Linked DNA regions of Sus scrofa: all the other regions are linked to region 1. The links are chromatin contacts, called in public Hi-C and promoter capture Hi-C maps. All regions are on one chromosome and are shown on one strand. Each heading gives the region's core, a stretch centred on a gene start, on an enhancer-like site or on the middle of the called end of the contact. The rest is flanking DNA. Distances are from core to core; before and after follow the strand shown. Region 1 holds the start of PAPPA2 (pappalysin-2). Region 2 has its middle 110 kb from the start of RFWD2. Region 3 has its middle 86 kb from the start of RFWD2.

The links. Promoter capture Hi-C pulls out the DNA fragments that hold promoters and counts their contacts. A called contact is a pair of places that touch in the nucleus more often than the background predicts.
Region 2: a Hi-C map of skeletal muscle shows a contact between it and region 1, with 4 times the contacts expected there. The contact joins the enhancer-like site here to the promoter of PAPPA2 in region 1. A contact is called at or near these places in 9 of 47 Hi-C or Micro-C datasets (embryonic fibroblasts, epiblast stem cells, fetal skeletal muscle and 4 more) and 1 of 2 datasets of contacts at active chromatin or transcription factors (skeletal muscle).
Region 3: a promoter capture Hi-C map of fetal skeletal muscle shows a contact between it and region 1, with 2.2 times the contacts expected there. The contact joins the enhancer-like site here to the promoter of PAPPA2 in region 1. A contact is called at or near these places in 2 of 5 promoter capture datasets (fetal skeletal muscle and liver), 15 of 47 Hi-C or Micro-C datasets (alveolar macrophages, embryonic fibroblasts, epiblast stem cells and 8 more) and 1 of 2 datasets of contacts at active chromatin or transcription factors (skeletal muscle).

What each region holds. Positions count from the first base shown.
Region 1 is chr9:118,359,711-118,364,083 of Sscrofa11.1, forward strand. It overlaps PAPPA2 (pappalysin-2), which reads left to right and starts at 2,953. Exons shown (of 23, transcript XM_003130330.6): 1 at 2,953-3,235.
Region 2 is chr9:118,219,587-118,223,908 of Sscrofa11.1, forward strand. No RefSeq gene overlaps it. Among named protein-coding and RNA genes, the nearest start is that of RFWD2, 110 kb to the left of the region's middle. Within about 2 kb of position 1,330, at least 1 of the 83 cell types and tissues checked has an H3K27ac peak or open chromatin away from gene starts, as enhancers often do. A contact at or near this core is called in skeletal muscle, where this site is marked.
Region 3 is chr9:118,198,137-118,202,470 of Sscrofa11.1, forward strand. No RefSeq gene overlaps it. Among named protein-coding and RNA genes, the nearest start is that of RFWD2, 86 kb to the left of the region's middle. Within about 2 kb of position 2,290, at least 3 of the 83 cell types and tissues checked have an H3K27ac peak or open chromatin away from gene starts, as enhancers often do. A contact at or near this core is called in fetal skeletal muscle, where this site is marked.

The DNA.
Region 1 (4,373 bases), core at 1,703-4,202:
CTGTTAAATTCTTCCCCAGTCAAAGGGCTCCACAAGTCGGCTCCAAGGATTGAAATGTTGCGGGAAATACTTACCCATCAGGGGCTCTCACCAGGGGAAATAGATATCTGGCTTACTGCCTCCATCATGCAGCTCCAGAGGGACTGAGAAGCCTAACCTGTGGATGAAATACCCTGATCTGTTTGAATGAAGGCACTTTGCAAAACACTGCCAATCACTGATAATAATTTATAATAGTAATAGTGTTGTTGAAAAAAATATGATTATTTAGCATGAGGTGCACTGAACAGTTTGACAAAAATATATGGCCTCTCTTGGCTTAAAAATGGACAGGGGGGGGCATGAAATCCAGCTTTGCATTTCCTCCTGTATGTAATTCTGAGTCACAGAGCATATAAGGCCAACACATACTCCCTGGGCATTTTTGCCTGAATGTGGAACAGGAGAGGCCAGCCTTCAAGATTGCCCTCCCGCCCAGTTTTGGTGCATGGGTGGCAGACAGTGAGACAGGTGTGTCCAGAGGAGGGAAAACCTGCACTGGGATTCAGGAGCCCTGATGCCCACTCTGGCCCTGCCATTAAGTGTGTGGCTCCATCCTTGTTTTCCCACCCATGAAAAAGGGGGCTCTGATAAGTCACCCCAAAAGAATCTCAAGTGATCCCCATGAGTGATACAGCCAGTCACCCCCAGCTCGGAGCGCTGAAGCTGTGGGGGGGAAGAAAGCAACAACCCTGAGCCTTTGAGTGAAATGCTTCAGAGAAGCTCGTTCTTTCCAGCACTAGCTGAATAAGATTCCGATAAACATATTGCTGAAATGTTTGTTTCCGGGTGTCATTTTAGACTTCAAGTAGCTAAAACAGATCCGGCTCCTATATATAGATACTGCATTTGGTTGTGTTCTGGGAGGCTTTTATTACTACACTCCCTGGCTGGCTCCCAGCTGAGCTTTTCCCTCAAGGGATCAGATTTTGGAATCAGAAAATCAGAAGGGATCAGTGACCACATTAAGGGGTCTCTGTCCCTCCCTCTCCCTCTCCCCACTGTGCACCCAGGCAGGTGGACGCCAGCATGGACTGGCTCCTCCCTTTGCTTGCAAAGACTCTTAATAATCATGATGACAATGCTGATGGAAACTGACCAGCTCCACTATGGCAGCAAATACAAGCAAAACAGCCCTGACGTCCTGGGCGTAAGGAAACATAGTATAATTTGGGTTGAAATGAAGTGCAGATTGTCACAAAGAGCTCAGTCTTTAGATAAGAGAACCCAGGACTCTCTGAGTGTAGAAGAAAAGAAAGGAGCTATTAAGGGTGGGGTTTTTTTTGGCAGGGGGGAAAGGTAAGTGGGTCTGAATTTTACTGGTGAATTCTCCAGGGGAAGATAATGCTGGGAACAAAAAGGTGAATGACAGAAGGTGGAGGTGGGGATTGAAGGAAGAGATAGAGGCAGGGAAAGAGGAAGGCATAGGGGTTTACTTAAAGAAACAAAGTTGAACCCTGGCAATCTCACTTTTTAACGTGACCGATCACTAAGAGTGAATCCCTTCACTATGTGTCCTTTGTGTTCTGTGCATAAAACTGAACCACTGCCCCATTTTATAGTGTCTCCCTTCACCTGCCTCCCTGGTTCCTTTATGCTTAACCATTAGGGATCTAACTGCCTTCCTGGTCTCCATATTTTATGTTCCTCACCACCTCTTTCTCTTTTTATCTTCCTCTCTGTCTCAGTCTTCCCTCCTCTCTTCCCTGCTTTTCTTTTTGAGTCCTTCCTCCTCCCAGACTCTTGTCTTTCCCTTCGTCCCCCTCCCCTCCCCCTTCCATTTCTCCCTTTCCTCTTCCATCCTTCCCTTCCCCCTCCCTCCCTTCCTCTTTTCCTTCTTTCCTCCCTCCTCCCTCTTCCCTTTCTCCTCTCCTCCCCTCGCCCCCTTCTGCCCTTTTCCCCTTCACTCCTCTCTCCACGGCCCCATCTCCCCATACCCTCTCCCTCTCCCCTCTCTTCCCTCCTTCCTCTTTCCCTCCCTCTCCCTCTCCGTCCTTGTTTATCTGTAAGCTCCAATTTCTTGCCTTATAGATTTACCTGCAGAACAAGACACCGCTCCTCTTGCAAAAACTGTTTAAGCAATCCATATCCTCTCCCTTCATTCCTTGTGCATTTCAGAAATGATATTCCTCCCCCAACTACCCCCGTCAAAATAAAATAAATTCAGCCAGCTCCTGCTGTGTGTCCTTAAATCCATTCCCTCTAGCTTCGCTGGTTTGAAAGCCTGTACCCTAGAAGGGGCCTCCTGCATTTGCTGGCAACCCTGCTCGAGTCTGATCGCCACAGATAGTGCTTTGGAGTGAAAAAAGGGGGGAAAACCCTCTCGTTGGAGATTTCAAAACAGATTCTACCAGCTTTCAAATCTGTGCACTTGTGGAGTGGCAAGGCTTGGGGAAGAGGCATAGGGGACTTGGGGTGCGGGTGTTTGTCATAAACAAATAAGCCACAGAATTTATACATATATATAAATGTGCGTTTCCTCTGGCGTGTTTGGTGTCTCTCTCCCTGGCATCCAGGGTGGGTGCTGTGCGAGTCTGACTTCTCTCACCCTTTGGCCGGGGTCTGGTGTGTGAACGTGTGTGATGGAATTGAGGAGGGGGTCGCTGTGTTTTTGATCTGATTCACTTGACAGATTATTTGAATCCAGCCCACCTTTCCGCACATGTCAAACAGATGGGATCCTTGTTAAAGCCGCGGTGGGTAAGGCAGGGAGGGGAGGAGAGGAGGGGGACCGAGGGGAGAGGGGCCCCTTCCAGTAGCTTTGTATTTTCACAGGTTGGGACTGACAAGAGCCCTGCTCCTCTGTGGGGGGTGTTTTGGGGGCACGGGGCTGATGAGGGGTGGGATGGAAAGGAGAGAGAGAGGTGGGGTGTTGGTGGGCAGGGTTATGATGTCACAGCAAAAGTTACAACAGGAGGAAAACACAGAAATGGTTCAACATTTTTTTTTTTAAACTTTGGACTGCCAAGAGCTGAAGGAGAGTGGTGAGCAAAGGAATGAAGGGGAGAGAGAGAGAAACTAAACTGGAAGCTTGAGTTTTGTGTAGCTTCTTGAAACCTTATGAATGGATTACTAGCAGCTGAGAGCCAGGAGAGACCTATAGGGGATGCAAGATCATTCACACACTAAAAGGGGGAGAAAAGCACGGCGGGATTCTTCCTCCTTGCTGTGTTAGCCCTCCTTCCTGAAATGAATGGTATGAAACCTTTTGCTGGGGGTCGTGGGGGTGGCATGAGGGAGGGGGAAGCGTCCTCCTCCTTGTCTTACCTGGCTGTCTTCCCTCCTTTCTTTCTTGGTTTCTCTCTGTCTCTGTCTCTCTCTCCTCTGCTTGTCTCTCTTTCTTTACAGTCACCCCCTACCCCCTTTCAAAGCCCCTATCTCTACGGAGCTGCTTGGGGGTGGGGGTGGGGGTGGGGGGTAAAGGACTGAGTCAGAAAAGTGAAGGGAGGCAGGGGGATGATGAGAGGAAAAAGGACAGTCTAAGACTTAGAGATTTCTGTTTAGTAATAGCCACGTGCCTGAATTGATATCTTCTTGGGGACTTGCCTTGAGGCTTCAGTGGATGCTGCAGAGGGAAACAGGGCATGCCAGGGATGGGGGTGTTAAGGTTGCAGCATTCTTAAAGCAGAGAAGTCAGTTACTATCTAGGGTAGAGGAGTTCAGAAGACGATGAGACCCAAGGCAAAAGAGGCAGTGTGATCTTACTCCAAAGTATGTGGGCTGCATGTTTTATACGTGGGCAGCACAAGCAGTGATTTTAGAACTGTAAGTGATTTTTCTTGTGATTGAATGAAGGACCCTCTATATTTCTGTACCTGTTTTGTACTCACCTGTCGTCAAACATCCTTACCTGTGTTGAGAATTCAAAAACATGCTCTGTGTGTGTGTGTGTGTGTGTGTGTGTGTGTGTGTACATGCTCATGTGTTTAGGGGGTGGGACTCTTTGAGATAGCTTACATCTAAGCAAACATTATTATAGAGGTTAAAAATCACATTATTTACTTCCCCACTCTATCCATTCATTTCCAAGCAATTAAAAATAGTTGTTTGGGTCTAGCTGTTTATTTTTGTAATTTACTTATTTTGAGCATCTCCTTTGTTTATTTGCTCACTCAGCATATGGTGACTTTTAGTAACTTGAGAGTGAGAAACTTCAGCGAGAATAAGAAGACCTACACAGTACAAATCCATGGCATTTCCACTGAATGCTTCTTACAGCAGGATAATTGATTTCTCCTTTTTCCCAATGTCTAATATACAGTGAATTGGGGGTATTGTTCTTTAAATCCCAAACTGATTGAAATTAAAAAAAAAATAGAGGAGATGTGTGGCAA
Region 2 (4,322 bases), core at 80-2,579, 140 kb before region 1:
CTTTGTTTACTTCAAGTATTTCATCTTCCCCAATAGATGTGGATTTCCTTTTCAGAGAAAAGTTTTCCTAGCTTCCTTCTCTTTCTCTAAGAACTGATGCCTACTCACAGGACTGAGACCCTGTGGCTATCATTCTACCAAACAGCTTTGTTTTCTCCATGGCCATAGCTGTTTGTACCAGTGGTAGACACTCTAGCCAGTCTGAGCCAATCGGAATCTTTTTCTTGGGAATTTGGAAATCTGATACTGGGATACTTATTAGTTGGTTATGCCAGAGTATGAGGGACAGGGCTGCAGAGCTGGGCCAATATATTCATTATTTATTGCTGCATAAACAAATCACCTAAAAGTTAATAGTTTTAAACAAGAAACATTATTGTCTCATAGTATCTATGGGTCAGAAATCTAGGAATGGCTTAATTATGTACTTCTACCTTATTATCTCTCACAAGGCTGTGATCCAAGTTTTACATACTTTAATTGATCAGGGCTGTGGTCTTACCTGAAGGGCTGGCTGAGGTAGGATCTATTTCCATTCTTACGCAGTTGTTGGTAGGATTCGGTTCCTCATGGGCTGTTGGATGGGAGGTCCCAGTTCCTTGCTGGTTGTTAGTCAGGATCTTCCCCTGAGTTCCTTGCTTTATGGGGCTCTCCATAGGGATGCTGGCTTCCGTCAGAGAACAAGAGAGTAACAGAGAAAGAAGGCATGAAATGGAAGCTCTTTGTAACCTAATCATGGAAGTGATACTTCATAACTTTGCCATATTCTATCCCTTAGGAGGAAGTGACTAGGTCCGTTCTACACTCAAGGGTAGGTGATTACACTAGAATGTAGCTCTCAGGAGGCAGATATTGCAGGTCATCTTAGAGACTGCCTACCACAATCTACCCCATGACCCCCAATGATTCTTGTTTTTCCTACCTGCAAAATACATTTACCCCCTACCCATAAGTATAGCATTGTATCATCAATTCAAAGTATAAAACCTCATTATCTAAATCAGCTCCAGGTTTGGATAAGGAACCTTAAGAATAGTTCCTTAGGTACAGCCCCTTGAGAATGATTCCTTTCAATCTGTAGACATGTAAGGCTAAAGAGATAAATGACCTTCCCTCAGTACACATAATACAGAGTTATGGGAAAGACATAGGTTAACTGGTCCATTCCTGTTCTAAAAGGCATGGGGGGATGGAAGCCACAAAGGTATCACTAGTTTATAGCAGTACTGAAATGTGAATAAGCAAGTGTTAGAAATTCCTTGGCTATGCCTCAAGGCCTAAGAATAATACTCCATGTCTCTTGGCACTACTCTCTGTATCTTAGATGTAACCTGTGAGTAATCCTTCTTTTTATATACAAGGTAACATGTCTCAACTGAGTAGTTTTCTCAGCCTGCTTCCTGCCTGTTAAATTTTGGGAGTAAAACTGCCTCTTTTCATTTTGTATTGCCTCTGTCCCTTTTAGTCTAAGATGGTAATATTTCTGTTGATATAATTCTCTCAGAAATACTATGGACTTCCTATGAATGTCATTAGAGTTAGAACTGCTGTTAGATAAAGTCCATACTCATTAAATGTCTTTGAGAAAAGCCTTTCTTCACATTAAGTCTCTGCTGAAATGAACGAGGGACAATGCATGGAAGCTTCTTAGAAGACTTTTTATTTGAGAGATTCTTTAATGCCTGCAAAGGGACTTTTGTATGACTGAATAACACTATTACACATTACTTACTTTTTTTTTTCCCTGAGGTTTAAGCAAAAAGTTTTACAGTTATGCCTGCAGTGCTCTTTATTTGCTCCTTGCCTCAAACCATTTTTTTTTTTAAATGGCTGAACCCACAGTGTATGGAAGTTTCTGTGCCAGGGATTGAATCCAAGCTGGAGCTTTGGCAATGCCAGATCCTTTATCCCACCATACCAGGCTGGGGAACAAACCTGCACCTCTGCAGTGACCCAGGCCACTGCAGTTGGATTCTTAACCCACTGCACCCCACTGAGTGGGAACTCCAGACCCATTTTTTAATTTTAGAAAAAATAAAAAATCATTAAAAAAAGAATTGTTTGCCATCTGAAGTGGCTATGAATTTAAAAAACCATGAATTTCTGGTCTCTTTTTATTTAACAGTTTTTCTGTCTCTTTCCTCTCACATTTGTAAGAAGAAACCAGGTGGCACCTTCAGCATCATATTTGGAAATCTACTTAACCAGATTATACAATTTATTAGGAACATTTTCTGCTTTCCACATAACTACAGATGACAGAGTTGCTAAGCTTTCTGCCCTCACATAATAAAGTTCCCCATTTTTCCAGTTTTCGATAACATGCCCCTAAATTTTTCTTTGAGCCCTCGCAGCGGCATCCCCTCTGTTCACATTTCTACTAAAATATGCTCAAGGCAATTTAGACTTTCTTTAAACACTCTCCTTAAAGCTCTTTGGGATTCTATCCACCTTCTGGTTCTAAAACCACTCCCATATTATTAGATATTTGTTACAGTAGCAAAATCTGTATTACTTATTTTGTGTAAACATTTCCCCCCAAATTTAATGGCTTTTAACAGTAAACATGTATTATCTTGTTTTGGGGTCGGGAACCTCCATGTGAGTTGTCTAGATGCCTCTGCCTTAAGATCTCTTGAGGTTTCCGTCAGAGTTTTGGCTGGGGCTGCAATCTAACCTGAAAGTTCACCTGAGGTAGAATCCATTTCCAGCCACTGTCACTCATGTTGTTGTTGAAAGGATTCAGTTCCTCATGAGCTGTTGGACAGAGGGTCTTATTTTTTTATTGGCTGTTACCTGGAGGCCTCCCTCAGTCCCTTCAATGTGGATCTCTTCCTGGATCAGATCATTAAAATAGTGGCTAGTGTCAATCAGCCTAAACAAAGAGTGAAAGTGTGCAGGATAGATCTCTTTAACCTAATCTCGGAAGTGACATGCAATTATTTTTGTTGTATTCTGTATTAGAAGTGAGTAACAGCGTCCAGTCCATATCAAGCGTGAGGGATTACACAAGGGTTAAATATGAAGATGTGAGAGCCCTGAGGGTCATTTTGGAGGCTTCCTTCCACAGGCAAACATCTTATGCTATACGCAGGGAAGGAGAAGAAACAAAACATGCAAGAAAGGTAGAGATAAAGACTACGTTCTGTCTTGATTCTAAAATCTTTCCAGTTCCTAGTTATAGCCCTCATGAGGACCAACTGTATTGCTTTTCTTGGCTTCCATGATATACTTCTATAATCTATGCAATAAATTCTCATTTTTTCCCCTTAATATAGGTTTTTTTTTTTTTTTTTTTTTTTTTTTTTTTTTTTTGGCTATGCCCACATCATGCAAAAGTTCCTGGGCAAGGGATCAAACCTGCACCACAGCGATGACAATGCCGGATCCCAACCGCTGCATCACCAGGGAACGCCACACTTAGGATAGCTTGAGTGACTTCTGTTACTAGGCACTGAGAAGCTCTGCCTAAGGCAGGGTTGTACTTCATCAGCGCAGGTCCACATTAGAGTTTCAAACCACACTTGCTGTGCTAATTAAACAAAATGTTGATCTTTTTTAGAATGTTCCTTGCGGGACTCTGATGCCATTTTAAACATAAACCATCACCAGCAAGAATATCTCCTATTTCAGTGTTGCATGTCAACCATAACTTTTAAGGGGTAGGATTTCACACAGACCAAGGGGTTAGACCAGGGCTTGGTGGTGCAAGTTGTTTATCATAGCTGTTTTTATTCAGTTTTACAGTATCTCTGTGAGGAAGAGACTCTGCCATAGGCTCCTGCATTCCATGCATAGACAATAGTGCTGAGGGGAGATGCTAAGATGATAATAAATGGGAAAGGGGAATTGAAAGTTGCCCACAATGCATTCCTTGCCCCAAATAGTCTGAGGCAGGGGCCTTTATCGTAAGTCTTAGCTTGGTCCAATATATTTTAGAGTTTCATTCTTTCAGCTTTTTACCACTAACCCTTTGCAAAAGGCTTGGCTCTGTGGTAATGTGGACTGACTATGAAGCATTTAAAATCTCATGTTTTGGCAAAATGTGGACATTCCTTTGAGGACGACTGTGGCTCATCGTTAGAGATAATCCTTTTAGGAATTCCATGTCTGGCAAACGTGGCCTTCAATTTGTGGACTCTTGTGGTAAATTGGTATTGTTCAGGCTTTCCAATCCTGAGATTTTTATTGTGCTTATCCTCTCTAATGATATATTCTCTGTTACTTTTTTTCCAGATAAACATATTGGTGCCAATGTTCTGCTGTGGTCTGATTGTTGAGGTTTGGGATATCATTAATTTTATATATATTATATATGCATT
Region 3 (4,334 bases), core at 1,040-3,539, 160 kb before region 1:
GTTGGAGTCTCCAGGTATACTAGGGAGACCATGGCAGCACTTAACACACGCTGAGTCAGTCAGCCTGAACAGATGCTGTGGGTTAAATATTGACATTAGATCCTCCCCCTGAAAAATATCCATGACGACAGGAGTTTAAGTATTTCCCAGAGTTATGATGGGTTTAAACTGTATAACTTATCCCGATGACCAGTCACAGAGATGGGAGGATTAGAAACTTCAGGCCCTAATTTTGGCTATTTGAATAAAGTAAAAGTCTGGTTTTATTTCAATATACTAGAAGATTTCCAGTGGTGTTCAGTGCCTTAGGTATAATTTCTTCTTATACCAAGGGGCTAAAATGGGCCTCTTTACAGAGACTCTTTTAGCTGAAGGACTTTTCTTCTTCATTGAAATGTTTTCAAAGCAAGTGTAGCTATTACTTACTTTTGAACACTGGGCACACAAAAACCTTCTGAAAATGAATGGCTGGCTAGGAACTCCTTAATTGAAAGAAGAGTATATAAATGATTTAGGGCTTCACAGCTGCCAGAAGAAAATGCAGAACCTCTCTGGAGGTACACTTCTTCAACCTAGGGTGCACAAGATTTCCATAGATAAAGCCACAATGAAGATAAATTCACACTTCAAAATGGTAAAACAGCAGAGAAACAATTCTTTCCGAATGACAGTGCATCAATGAAGCGCATCATCAAGTGGAGACCATCAAATATGTATGCTTAAGTTGACATAAAGCATGAGATTCTGAAAAAGAATAGGCATGTTTAAAAATAATTAAATAAAACTTAGAAATGGAACCATGTAGACATCGAAATTAGTGAATAGGGTAAAAATGCTGGATAAGGCTAAAAAGAAAATTAGTATACTAGAAGATAAATCTGAAGAAATTACCAGGAAAGCCCTGAAAAAAGAAAATGTTGGAAAGTATGAGTCATCAAGAGCTCTTGAAGATACAAGGAGACGAAACATAGATCTATTAGGGGTTTCAGTAAGAAAGAATAAAGAGACTGGCAAGAGAGGTAAAATTCAAAGATAGAGCAGCTAAGAATTTTTTCAGGATTAATTAAAAACAAAAATCCTCAGACTCAGAAGCACAACAAATTCTTGGCAAAATAAGTAAATAAATCCACATATAACTCATATTAATGAAACTACAGAATATCAAAGACAAAAAGAATGTAATAAAAGCGGCTTTAGAAAAAAGGACAAGTTAGCAGCAAAGGAATGACAGTTTAACTAGCTGGAGATTTCTCACCATGCAATGATAGAAGTCAAAAGGACAGTGGGAAAATATCCTCAAAATGCTAAGGGAAAGTAAATATTAACCTAAATTCTAAAGCAAATTGCACTTTAGGAATAAAATCTTCTCTCCTCCAAAAACAGCATTTTCAGACAAAATAAGACTAAAAGAACTTAGCACAAAAGAACTCTGTGGAAGGAACTACTGAAAGATGTAATCCCAGAGAAAGAAAATTGTACTAAAAAGTGAAAGAAGGAGTGGTGAGCAAATGAGTTCTCTGTTTCCTCTTACTACTGCTGGATGTCCAGTGCCTTCCATAGGGTTAGGGGCAGGAACTGAGCGTGGAGATAAGGTAAGGAGACAGGTTTCTGTTGCTGTACATTTATTTTTGTGTATGTGTAACACATTTTTCCATAGTTGCTGTACTACAAGTAGAGATGAGGTTCCCATGTTGGCCCTTCAAAGCCTATTGAACTCAAGTGCTACTTATACATAAAACTGAGAGAGGAATACCTGAGTCCAGGAAGAATTAAGTAAAGAGACAGAGATTCCTAAATTACCAAGTCTAAAACCTTGCTGTGATGGCAGTGACAGTCATGGGGGTAGGAGCAGTGAGTACCTGAATATCAGGTTCCTACAGGAAATCCTAGATTCTTCCTCTGAAGAAATAGCCATTTTTCCCCTGGACTCTAATTAGACCTTGCCTTTTCTTTAGTGGTTACTGACAGTAAAAAGGGAAGAACAAGAACTTGGGGAGAAACATCATCAAAGGGGGCACGATTGCCAACAAGCCTTTGGATTTCACATAAAGGGTCCTTTTAAGCAAATACTTCTTTAAGCCTAAAGGCCTAGCTGAGTTGCCTGAGACACGCTTTAGTGCCCAGTCATTTTTTCTGGAAATAAATTCACCAGCAGACTGATGATGAGATGATTATGCAGAGATGCCAACCCCAGAAACCCTCTGGATGGAAGGAATGCCTGAGCCCAGCAAGGGCTGGGCAGTGAAGGTCTGGAAAAGGGCAAGGAAACAACAGGTGTTCTTGCTTGGCGCCAAGGGTGTGCTGCAGACAGTCTCATAAAACATTCACAAGGTTGGCCAACGCTGGGTGGAGCCCAGAGTAAGCGCAGGTGCAGTATAAAGGGAAACCCCAGGGCAGCTAAAAATGGAGAGATTCTAGGAAAGAGAGCCAAGTAGGGAAGATTAAAGTAGTTATACTGTACCCACCCGCACACCCAGATAGAGATGAAACAGATGGGCTCAGGTTTCTACAGGGCAAAATATAAGTCTGAGAGCAGCAGGTTATTTGTGTGTGTATGTGTGTGTGTGAAAAAAACAATAAATTACAAAAAGGAACGCAAAACCAAGAGCTATTATGTTAGGGCAGTTTTTTGTTTGGTTTTCGTTTGTTTTTTGGCTGTGGCGTACAGCGGCTTGATGTTGGATCTTAGTTCTCAGACCAGGGATTAAACTCAGGCCTCAGAGGTGAAAGTGCAGAGTCCTAACCACTAGACCACCAGGGAAACTGCATTATGTTAGAGGAGTTTTAACAGAAGCTTTTAACCAAAATGGAGTTGCTTGACGGCAGAAAAATTAACTTTTGATCAGATTAGAGCTATTGTTTCTCATCGTGTCATCAAATGAAATGAGAGAGCAAGAAGTCATTAGAATATGCTTTTCCATAAAGGATTTCAATTTAATAAAGCCTAGCTTTTTAGAGAATAAAATAGGTAATCTAGAAAGGTGCTGACAAGCTTAATGAGGCTTTAATTGGGGAATAAGGATATCATAATTAAGGAAGCTGGCAGAATGAGAGCTGAAATGCTGGCTTGAAGGGTTAACTTGAAAAGTAATATATGCCACACGATAATCTTACTTACTAAGCTCTTTACTTTTTTATTTCTTTTTGACTCAGAAAATGTGGACAATGGACTGTTTTCCCCCTTGCTTTTCCACCTTCCTGTCATTGTCATCACCACTAGGACATGAAGATAGTTTTACTGTTCTCCCCTCTGAACCCTTCGTTCCAGCAGGAATGTCTGCATGAAAATCCAGGGAACTCCATCAGTTCAGTTTAGCAAATATTTATGAAATGTCTGCTATGTCAAGCTAGGTACCAGTGACTGCAGCTGTAAAGACAGGATGATAGAAAGGTGATTGAGTGAGGCAGGCAGATAAAGCATCAGGTCATTCCTACGAGCTGGATGATCAAGGTGGCTGACGGGGTCACCCTCTGCAGCGTGGGATTTATTATTAAAGGGGTCTAGTGCTTTGGATGGAGGTTTTCCACACCGGCTGCTTCCTCATATTTCTCATAGTGGTACCACCTGAGAAAATTAAAAAATGTGTTCCATAGTTTGTACCACCTAGATTCTGGGTTAGTTATCTGAGTGGGGCTCAGGCCCAGACCTGTTCAAAGGCTTCTCAGCTTAACAGTCATTGGTTTCACAATGGGCAGTTTGGTTTTGACCTCAACCACCCAAGCCCTCACTTTTCTCATCACTAGTTTGGGATAATGTTAGTGTTTGCCTGTGGTGAACAGTTGCTGGGCAGCTTGCTTTCCACTGGGAGTGGCCCTCCCCAAGGCAGATGGTGCCAGGGGGGGTCTTCCAGTCCCATTACCTGCCTATCTCTGGTGGAAAGGGATGACTGCAGGACTCAAGGCCCTTAGAGCTTTGGTCTGAGTGTTATGCACAGGACTCAGCAGGGCCATTCTTCCATGATGGAGAGAAGGAGAGGGAGCAGGCAGGGAGAGCAAGAGAGGAGGGAGGTGAACAAGAAGAAAGGTCTGTTCCTTTTGACCTCTAAGGAGGCTCCTGGAGGTTTGGGGCTCCAAGCAGTCATTCTCCCCAGGTATACCATGGCTGAAAATGAAGTCAGAGTAAAATAGAGTTGAGAAACAAAAACAGTGACAGTATCCTGATAACATCATCTGGTCCCCTGGATTCAGCCATTTCTCAAGCTAGGATTATCTACCCTTGGACTTTATAGTTATGCCAGGCAGTTAATTCTCTCTAATGCTAAGCTATTTTGAATCAGTTTTATGTTATTTGTTCATTAAAAAATTGCCATGAAGCTTCTGTGAGGATAAAGTGA